Regions from separate parts of the Hordeum vulgare genome. Here region 2 is linked to region 1. A link is a contact called in public Hi-C data. All regions are on one chromosome and are shown on one strand. Each heading gives the region's core, a stretch centred on a gene start, on an enhancer-like site or on the middle of the called end of the contact. The rest is flanking DNA. Distances are from core to core; before and after follow the strand shown.

Evidence for each region. A called contact is a pair of places that touch in the nucleus more often than the background predicts.
Region 2: a Hi-C map of seedling shows a contact between it and region 1, with 4 times the contacts expected there. The contact joins the promoter of LOC123426621 here to the promoter of LOC123426618 in region 1. A contact is called at or near these places in 2 of 6 Hi-C or Micro-C datasets (leaf and seedling) and 1 of 1 datasets of contacts at active chromatin or transcription factors (embryo).

The regions. Positions count from the first base shown.
Region 1 is chr2H:453,577,330-453,581,197 of MorexV3_pseudomolecules_assembly, forward strand. It overlaps LOC123426618 (heparan-alpha-glucosaminide N-acetyltransferase-like), which reads left to right and starts at 1,843. Exons shown (of 13, transcript XM_045110481.1): 1 at 1,843-2,236; 2 at 2,365-2,555. The coding sequence starts at 1,858.
Region 2 is chr2H:453,701,274-453,704,874 of MorexV3_pseudomolecules_assembly, forward strand. It overlaps LOC123426621 (chaperone protein ClpD2, chloroplastic), which reads left to right and starts at 1,860. Exons shown (of 12, transcript XM_045110482.1): 1 at 1,860-2,904; 2 at 3,205-3,374; 3 at 3,467-3,601. The coding sequence starts at 2,285.

The sequences.
Region 1 (3,868 bases), core at 593-3,092:
AAACTATATAATAATGTACATTGTGTATAAAATATATTTATTGTCAGGAAAAAAAAGGTTCAACACACGATCAATATTTTTAATACATGTTTAACATCTTGAAATATATGATCAAGATTTGTATACACATTTAACATTGTTTAAATACATGATCAACATTCTTTTATACATGTTGTATATTTTTTATACACCTTTTAATATACATGGGAACATATTTTTATACACAATTTAAAAAATACAAATGCTTGATTAACATTTTTTAAATACATGATCATATTTTTTCATACAAATTATACATTTTTCATATATACATGAGAAACATTTTTTCTATACATATTTAACAATTTTGAAATGCTTGATTAATATATTTTTTTAAAATTTGTGTAAGGTGTTTTTTGCAACATGTAGATTTGAAATATCTGAAAATATAAACATAAATAGAAAGGTAAAGACAAATTAATCAAAAAAAAAATTGTGGCATCCCTCGTGCATGGACCGGCCTAGTCTGGCTCTCGCCGCGAGGCTGGCGTATGCCTCGCTATAAGGCTGGCCATAGTGAAAGTAACTTAGGTAGTATCATATATTTGGAACTAGCAAACATGCTGATGTGACAGACAATTAAAGAGGAAAGAGAGGGTTAAAGTAACATAAGTAGATATTATAACATGATAAATGCTATGCTAGTATGTGTCATACATGTTAATAAATAAGGTCATCTATGATATTAATTTATGATACTATGCATTATGAAGGTAGTATCATACAATAGTATCATTTGCATGATACTACTACATGATACTTTCCACTATGGCCAGCCTAAGTAATAAGCTAGATATAAATGCCCCCTCCCCCATTGGGCGAGCATGAAAATAGTGCCAATAAGCGCAAAAGGCCAAAAGCATAGGGGGACCTCTCCACCTATTATTTCGTTCCGAGCTTCCAGATCAAACGCTTCTTTTGATGCGGGACGTTACTACCATATCACTACCAACACTAACGGACTTCGTCCCCGAAAAAGAAACAAGAAAAAACATCCAGCATGCAGCAAAATAAAAAAGCTTGATTTTGGTCTAAATACATGATCAACAAAATTCATACCAATTATGTATTTGTTATACATTTTTTCACACATGGTGAACATTTTCTTTATACACATTTTAAATTTTAAAATGGTCATTTTTTTTGAAACATGTATATTTGAAATAAAACATATTTATATATTTTTTAAACAAACAGGTTGTGGCATCCCGAACACCTGGGCCGGTCCAGTCTAGCGCTTGCCGTGGGTCTGGCCTATGTTTGGCTATAAGCAATAAGCAATAAGCAAAACAAAAACCCATGCTAGCACCAGGCCTAGGCCCCCTTGCCTTGGACTTGTCTCCGTCACTGTTAAAACGCGCCCTCCATTGGGCGAGCCTCAAAGCAATGGTAACAACGAACCGTCAAAAGGCCAAAAGCATTGGCGAGCCTTCCGTTCCGAACTTCCCGATCCAACCCTTCTTCCGACGCGGGACGTTACTATCATTATCATCATACCACTACCAGCAGTAACGAACTCCATCCTCAAATCAAAAAAAAAAAAAAAAAAAAAAAAACAAGAAAAGGCATCCAGCTCGCAGCAAAATAAAAGCTTGATTTCGATCCTCCATACCAAAGCAAAGCCCTTCCCCAATCAACAATAAAAACCCAAAGCAAAGCCGCGCCGTCTCATCCACAAACGCCACAGCAGCCCTGGCAGCGCTGTACTCCATTCCGATACGAAAGCATCTCTCCCATCCGTTCCGGACCCTGCTTGCTTTGAGAGAGAGAGCCAGTCCTTTAACGGCCACACCACTTCCAACCAGAACGAAAAGCCATATGTGGACGCACACGCGCCGATCAATCCTCGGCCCGGCAGGGAGATCCATCCGTCCATCGAAACGGCCGTCGGGCGAGGATCTGTACGGCCACCACACCCAAACGGAGCAAGACACAGACAGAGAGGGAGAGACCTTCCCCTCCAAAAAGATCGATCTCCTATCACGTAACGGTGTCAGGGCGTATACCGCGTGTATATATGCGCTCCGCCCCTCCACCACCACCGATCTCGCGCCAGCCGAGGTAACAACAACAACAAAACGATCCGACTCCTACTCCTACTCCCCGCCGAGGCCTCGCCAAGGAAGCCAGAGGGATACGCGCGGGACGGCGAGGAGGAGGAGGAACAACCAAGGCGAGTTGGTTGTGCCGTCATCAGGTGAGCGGGCGGGCGCCTTCCGTGCCGCATCGCCCCCCACACGCACGCGCTTGTTGCTTTCTCTGTTCCTGTTCCTCTCCCGCCGCGGGGGGAAAGCGGAGGTGACCCACCCATGGCGGCCAATGCAGGGGCGTGCGGCGGCCGGCGGACGGCGGCGGCCGGGATGGGCGTCTACGAGCTCGTCCGGACCGAGGACGCCGCGGGCCCCGCGATGGATCTGGAGGCCGGCCGCGGGCTCCCCCCGCCGCCGGCCAAGGCGCCTCCGGCGGCCGCGCAGCGGCTCGTCTCGCTCGACGTCTTCCGGGGAATCACCGTGCTGGTAAGCGCCAACAAATCCCGGCTTTTTTATTTCGTTTTCTGCTGGTACTATCACGCATCTTTTTCTCGCCCTTCTTTGCGATATTCCCGATATCTGATGCCCCAGTCGAATTGCTTTGCTTCCCGCGGGCTCCCTTCGTCCCCGACGGCCGCGATCGACTTCCACTGACACCCAAACATACATAGATGCTCCATGGATCATGATGCAGCATGCCATGCTAGCTACTCTACTCATTGCCGCCGGCCTTCTTCCCTTTTTCCCTTTTTGTCTGCACTTAAACTAGAGTATAACCAGAAGAAAGCAGAGTTGATTCAACCAACCACATGATCACTCTGTGCTAGTACAAGATTGATTTTTTGCTTCAGGGAATATTACTGCTGGCCAGCTAGCGAGGCCCGCCTGTACGTACGGGCCGGCATGGCAAGTTGCCTCTCTCAGTTATAGTCATTGCTGCCACAGCCGTATCATTGCCTTTGCCTGGGTGCCTCTTCTTCAACCTCCAGCTCCGAGTGCCTCTGTTTCCTACTACCATAGTCTCTGCTCTACCTCTAAAGATAGCCATTGTATTGTAGCCATGCATTGTGGTGACAACACAACACATCTCGACAGCGATTATAGAGATCATTAAACGGCAGTTATCCCACGCATCCTGATATGCTTCTTTACAACTGACGCCACAGGCCTGGCCCGTCAGATTATGAAGAGTTAATCCTCTCATCACCTGGCCGCCAAATGGGTTTCGAACCGTCGGTGCTCGGCCCACCGGCTCGCAATAGGAAAATACCCCTAGTTGCAAGCGTACGGAATTGAGTTTCACCAGCTCTTGGACCCGAGCCTGCACACGGCAGAATTCATGCATTGCTGATTTTTTTTTTAGTAGTATATACCTTGTGTTGCTGTATTGCTTCCGTACCTGACTCTGTTGGATACGAAAATAAAAGTGGAAAGAATGTCAACTCTAGCTCACCGGTCCATGTTAGATAAGTTGATGAGCGCATGTTATGCTCATAGTCGGTACTTAGAAAAGGATATCGTGTACGCGGCTGACATGATGCTAAGTTCTAATAGTGGTAGATCCCTCAAAATAAAATTTCTAATAGTAGAGGTGCAGAGTATGTCCTTTAGGGTATTTCTAACCGATCCCCTAAAAATAGTAGAGTATCCGATGAAGTTAAATCATAGTCAAGTTCTGTTCGTTTCTAGCCAATCCCTTATATATAACGGAGTAAAAAACGAGATGTGCATAAAATTCAACATATATCATATATATGATTAAAACAACCGAAGTTCAGGATTGATTCTATTAAAAGAAC
Region 2 (3,601 bases), core at 610-3,109, 120 kb after region 1:
GTGGCGCCACGCGTGTGAGCTCACCGGTTGGGGGGCTCGGGCGGCAGCGCGCACGCGGGAGGGGGCAGCAGGATGGGGGTGTTGCCCTGGCGTCTTGCGGACGTCGGGACGCTCCTCCTCGCGTGCTTGGGAAGTACGAGGTGGCCGCGCGGGCGAGGTCAACTCTCGGATGCTCTATGGCGCGCTCGAGAGCCCGACTTTGGCCAGCATAATTGCGCCACTGACGCGCTTTGGCGTGTCCACTTGTGTCCTAAAGCTGCAGGGGGAGTAAACTACTAGGAGAGGACCTTGGATGCCCTGGATGCTGGCCAAAGGATAGGGCAGGCTGAGAGAAAGGAAGAAAGATGTTGTCGAGGGGCAGCAAGTGGGTTTTTACCCATGCAATCATGGAGATTGCCATTGGGGTGGCTACTGGAGATGCCTTGGGCCTCACAGAAGTTATGGTAAAAAGTTGGAGTGAAGGAGAATATTTTGGGTGCCCTAGCAGCGATTTTGAAATTATGCCAGAAGGTGTTTGATGTTGTTTTGGGCAAGATCCCTTTGCCTAAGGGTGAAACTTAATAGGATGTAATTGCGGGTAAATAAGTTGGGATCACTAAGTTTGAGGTCATTTGAGCAAAGTTGGCAATGTAAACATAAAAATCCCAAAAATAGACATAATCAGATTCGTGTATACCTAGGTGAACAAATCAACTCTCACAAATACACAACTTGGTGTCGCATCCTTCTTTGGAGTCTAGATCTCCTCCGTAAAATTTGGGATCAAGTAGATAAACTTGGCATTGTAAAGTTGCTCAAATTTGGTTATGAATAGAGATGATATTTTGGGGTATTTAGATGGACGAAATCAACTTGGATTGAGATGAAACTTTGCAGGATCATCACATATATCATATGTGACTCGCTATAAGTTTCCTGAAATTTATTGAAAATATTTCCTATGAAAATATTTCAAAAGCTTGAAATAGTCAGAAAGGGTTTTGAGGTATTTTGTCCAATATTTTAAACGTGATCATGTGTTGAAACTATTATGTATGGAAAATATATGTCTAGTGAGTTTTCCTAAAAAAATCAAATATTTTTGAAGTAGTAAAATATTTGTTTCCTATGAAATACCATTTTTGGCCTCAGAAAAAGGTATTTAAATAAAATAGAAAAATAACTTTTAAAAATAATTATTTTATGGTTTTGGAAAACCTTTTTGATAATAGGTTCCAAATGAAATCTTTGGGGTAGAACATCTCTCCTAAATTGAGGACTTGTAATACAAATCTGAACTCAGTGGTTTTTAAAAGCTTAAAATAAATAAATGCCTTTGTATAAAAAATATATTTTATAAAAGTAGTTTCTAATTCTACTCACATGACATGATTATTGGACAAAGATTTGGGGTCAAACAAAGGAGTTCTTGAGAAAAGATTATTTTTTATGATTTAAAACACAATCAATCACATGCAAGTAACAACCAAATCAATCATCATAAGCATACAAAAAATATATTAATTAATTCTAAATTTTATAAAAGCATAATGTGGCAAAATGGTACAAACACATTCACAACAGTCCAAATGAAAGGACGCATATGGTGTTGGCGGATGCGCCCGACGGCGTATAGGGACAGATTTACCAAAGTCTGGTGTAGATACTGTTACCTTGGCCAGTGGCTACAAATGTGGGTAAATACCATCCATGCATGCATTTCCCCGGGAGTGCCCCACGCATTCGCATACGCATGAAACACGTTGCGAACCAGCCACTGTGTTGTGTCCAGTGCGGAACACGATGCCCGGAGCGGCACATTTGGGCCACCGGCGCGCGACGCAAACCTCCGCGCGCGGAAACCCGCACACATTGGCCACCGGCGCCCATCCTCCGCCCCCGACCGGCCATCCCGATCGGATAAACCCGCGTCACGCGCGCGCCACCAAAGAACACCACCCCCCCGCGCGGTGGAACACCGTACCTCGCCTCCCGACACAAGCAGATTCCTTTCCTTCCTTCCTCCTCCGCCGCACCGCAACGCATCTCCATCCACCACCGCGCCGCCGCGCCGGTCTCCCCACCCCGCCCTCCTTCCTTGCGTGCCGCCCGCAGGTCACTTCCTCCCCATGCAATCACTCGATTCCCGAGCGGCGGTGGCGCACAGCTAACCGCCTGGCTGCAGCTTTACTCTATTCCGTCTCGTGCAACTTTAAGGCCGCACCTTACAGCCGGTGCGAGCCCATAGTTTAATCCAACAGGAGGTGGAGGAGGAAGCATCCAATCACACACCGAACCGACGACGATGGAGGCGTGCTGCTGCTCCTCGTCAGCGGCGGCCCCGCCCGCCTCCATCCTCGCCACGGGCGCCGGCCTCCGCCGCCGCTTCTCCCCGGCGACGGTTGCGGCCGCCGCGTCGGGCGGTAGGGCGGTGGCGCTCGCGCACCCGCTCCGCGCCTCCTCCGGGACCCTGCTGGCGCCGCCGCCGCCTCGGCGGGGGCAGCAGCGGCGCGGGGCCGCGGGCCTCGTCGTCAGGGCGGTGTTCGAGCGGTTCACCGAGCGGGCAGTCAAGGCGGTGGTGCTCTCGCAGCGGGAGGCCCGCGGGATGGGGGACGAGGTCGTCGCGCCGCACCACCTGCTGCTGGGCCTCGTCGCCGAGGACCGGTCCGCGGCGGGGTTCCTCGCGTCGGGCGTCCGAATCGAGCGAGCCCGCGAGGCGTGCCGCGCCGCCGTCGGGAAGGGCGGGCCCGCTCAGGCCGCCACGGGGCTGGCCACGGACGTGCCCTTCTCTGGGGCCAGCAAGCGCGTGTTCGTCGCAGCCGTCGAGTTCTCCAGGAATATGGGGTGCAACTTTATCTCCCCGGACCACATTGCGCTCGGCCTCTTCGACCTGGACGATCCGACAACCAACAGCATCCTCAAGAGGTTGGTGCTGATGTTTTCCTGCTTCATTTCTCCAGAAGAGCTTGCAATTTGTGGTTTCATGTCGGCAAAAATGTCAACAGCTAAATAACGCATCAAACTTTCTCTTGATCGTCTAAACAATAAGCAACATTCGATTTTTTGAACTTTCAAAACGGGAAATGCAAATGAATTTATGTGAACTCCTCAAAGAAATGGGAATCCGATTAACTGTAAATTTAAAAAATGTTGTCCATCTGGCACTTGTAATTAAATGGGAATCCGATTAACTGGGTACTAGCTAATTAATGATGTTCATTGTAGCTTAGGAGTAGTTCCAGCTCAGCTAGCAAAGCAGGCTCTTACCCGAGTCAAAGGGGAGCTAGCGAAGGATGGCAGAGAGCCTCTGGGTTTGTCTTCTTTCAAATTGCGTGATAAATCCACTGCTGGAAATGGGAGGACTGGAATTGCCAAATACTCCAATAAAAAGAAAGGTGAGGGATTAAGCTGCTCTGTGGGTGTTTGTATTAATTTTCTTTATGATATGGAGTGTGGAAAGAATGAGCTTATTTACTTGTCATTTCAGAGAAGAGCGCACTAGCTCAATTTTGTATAGATTTGACTATGCGAGCCAGTGGGGGGTTTATTGATCCTGTTATTGGTCGTGCAAAGGAGATTGAAAGAGTAGTTCAGATTATATGCCGGCGCACAAAGAACAATC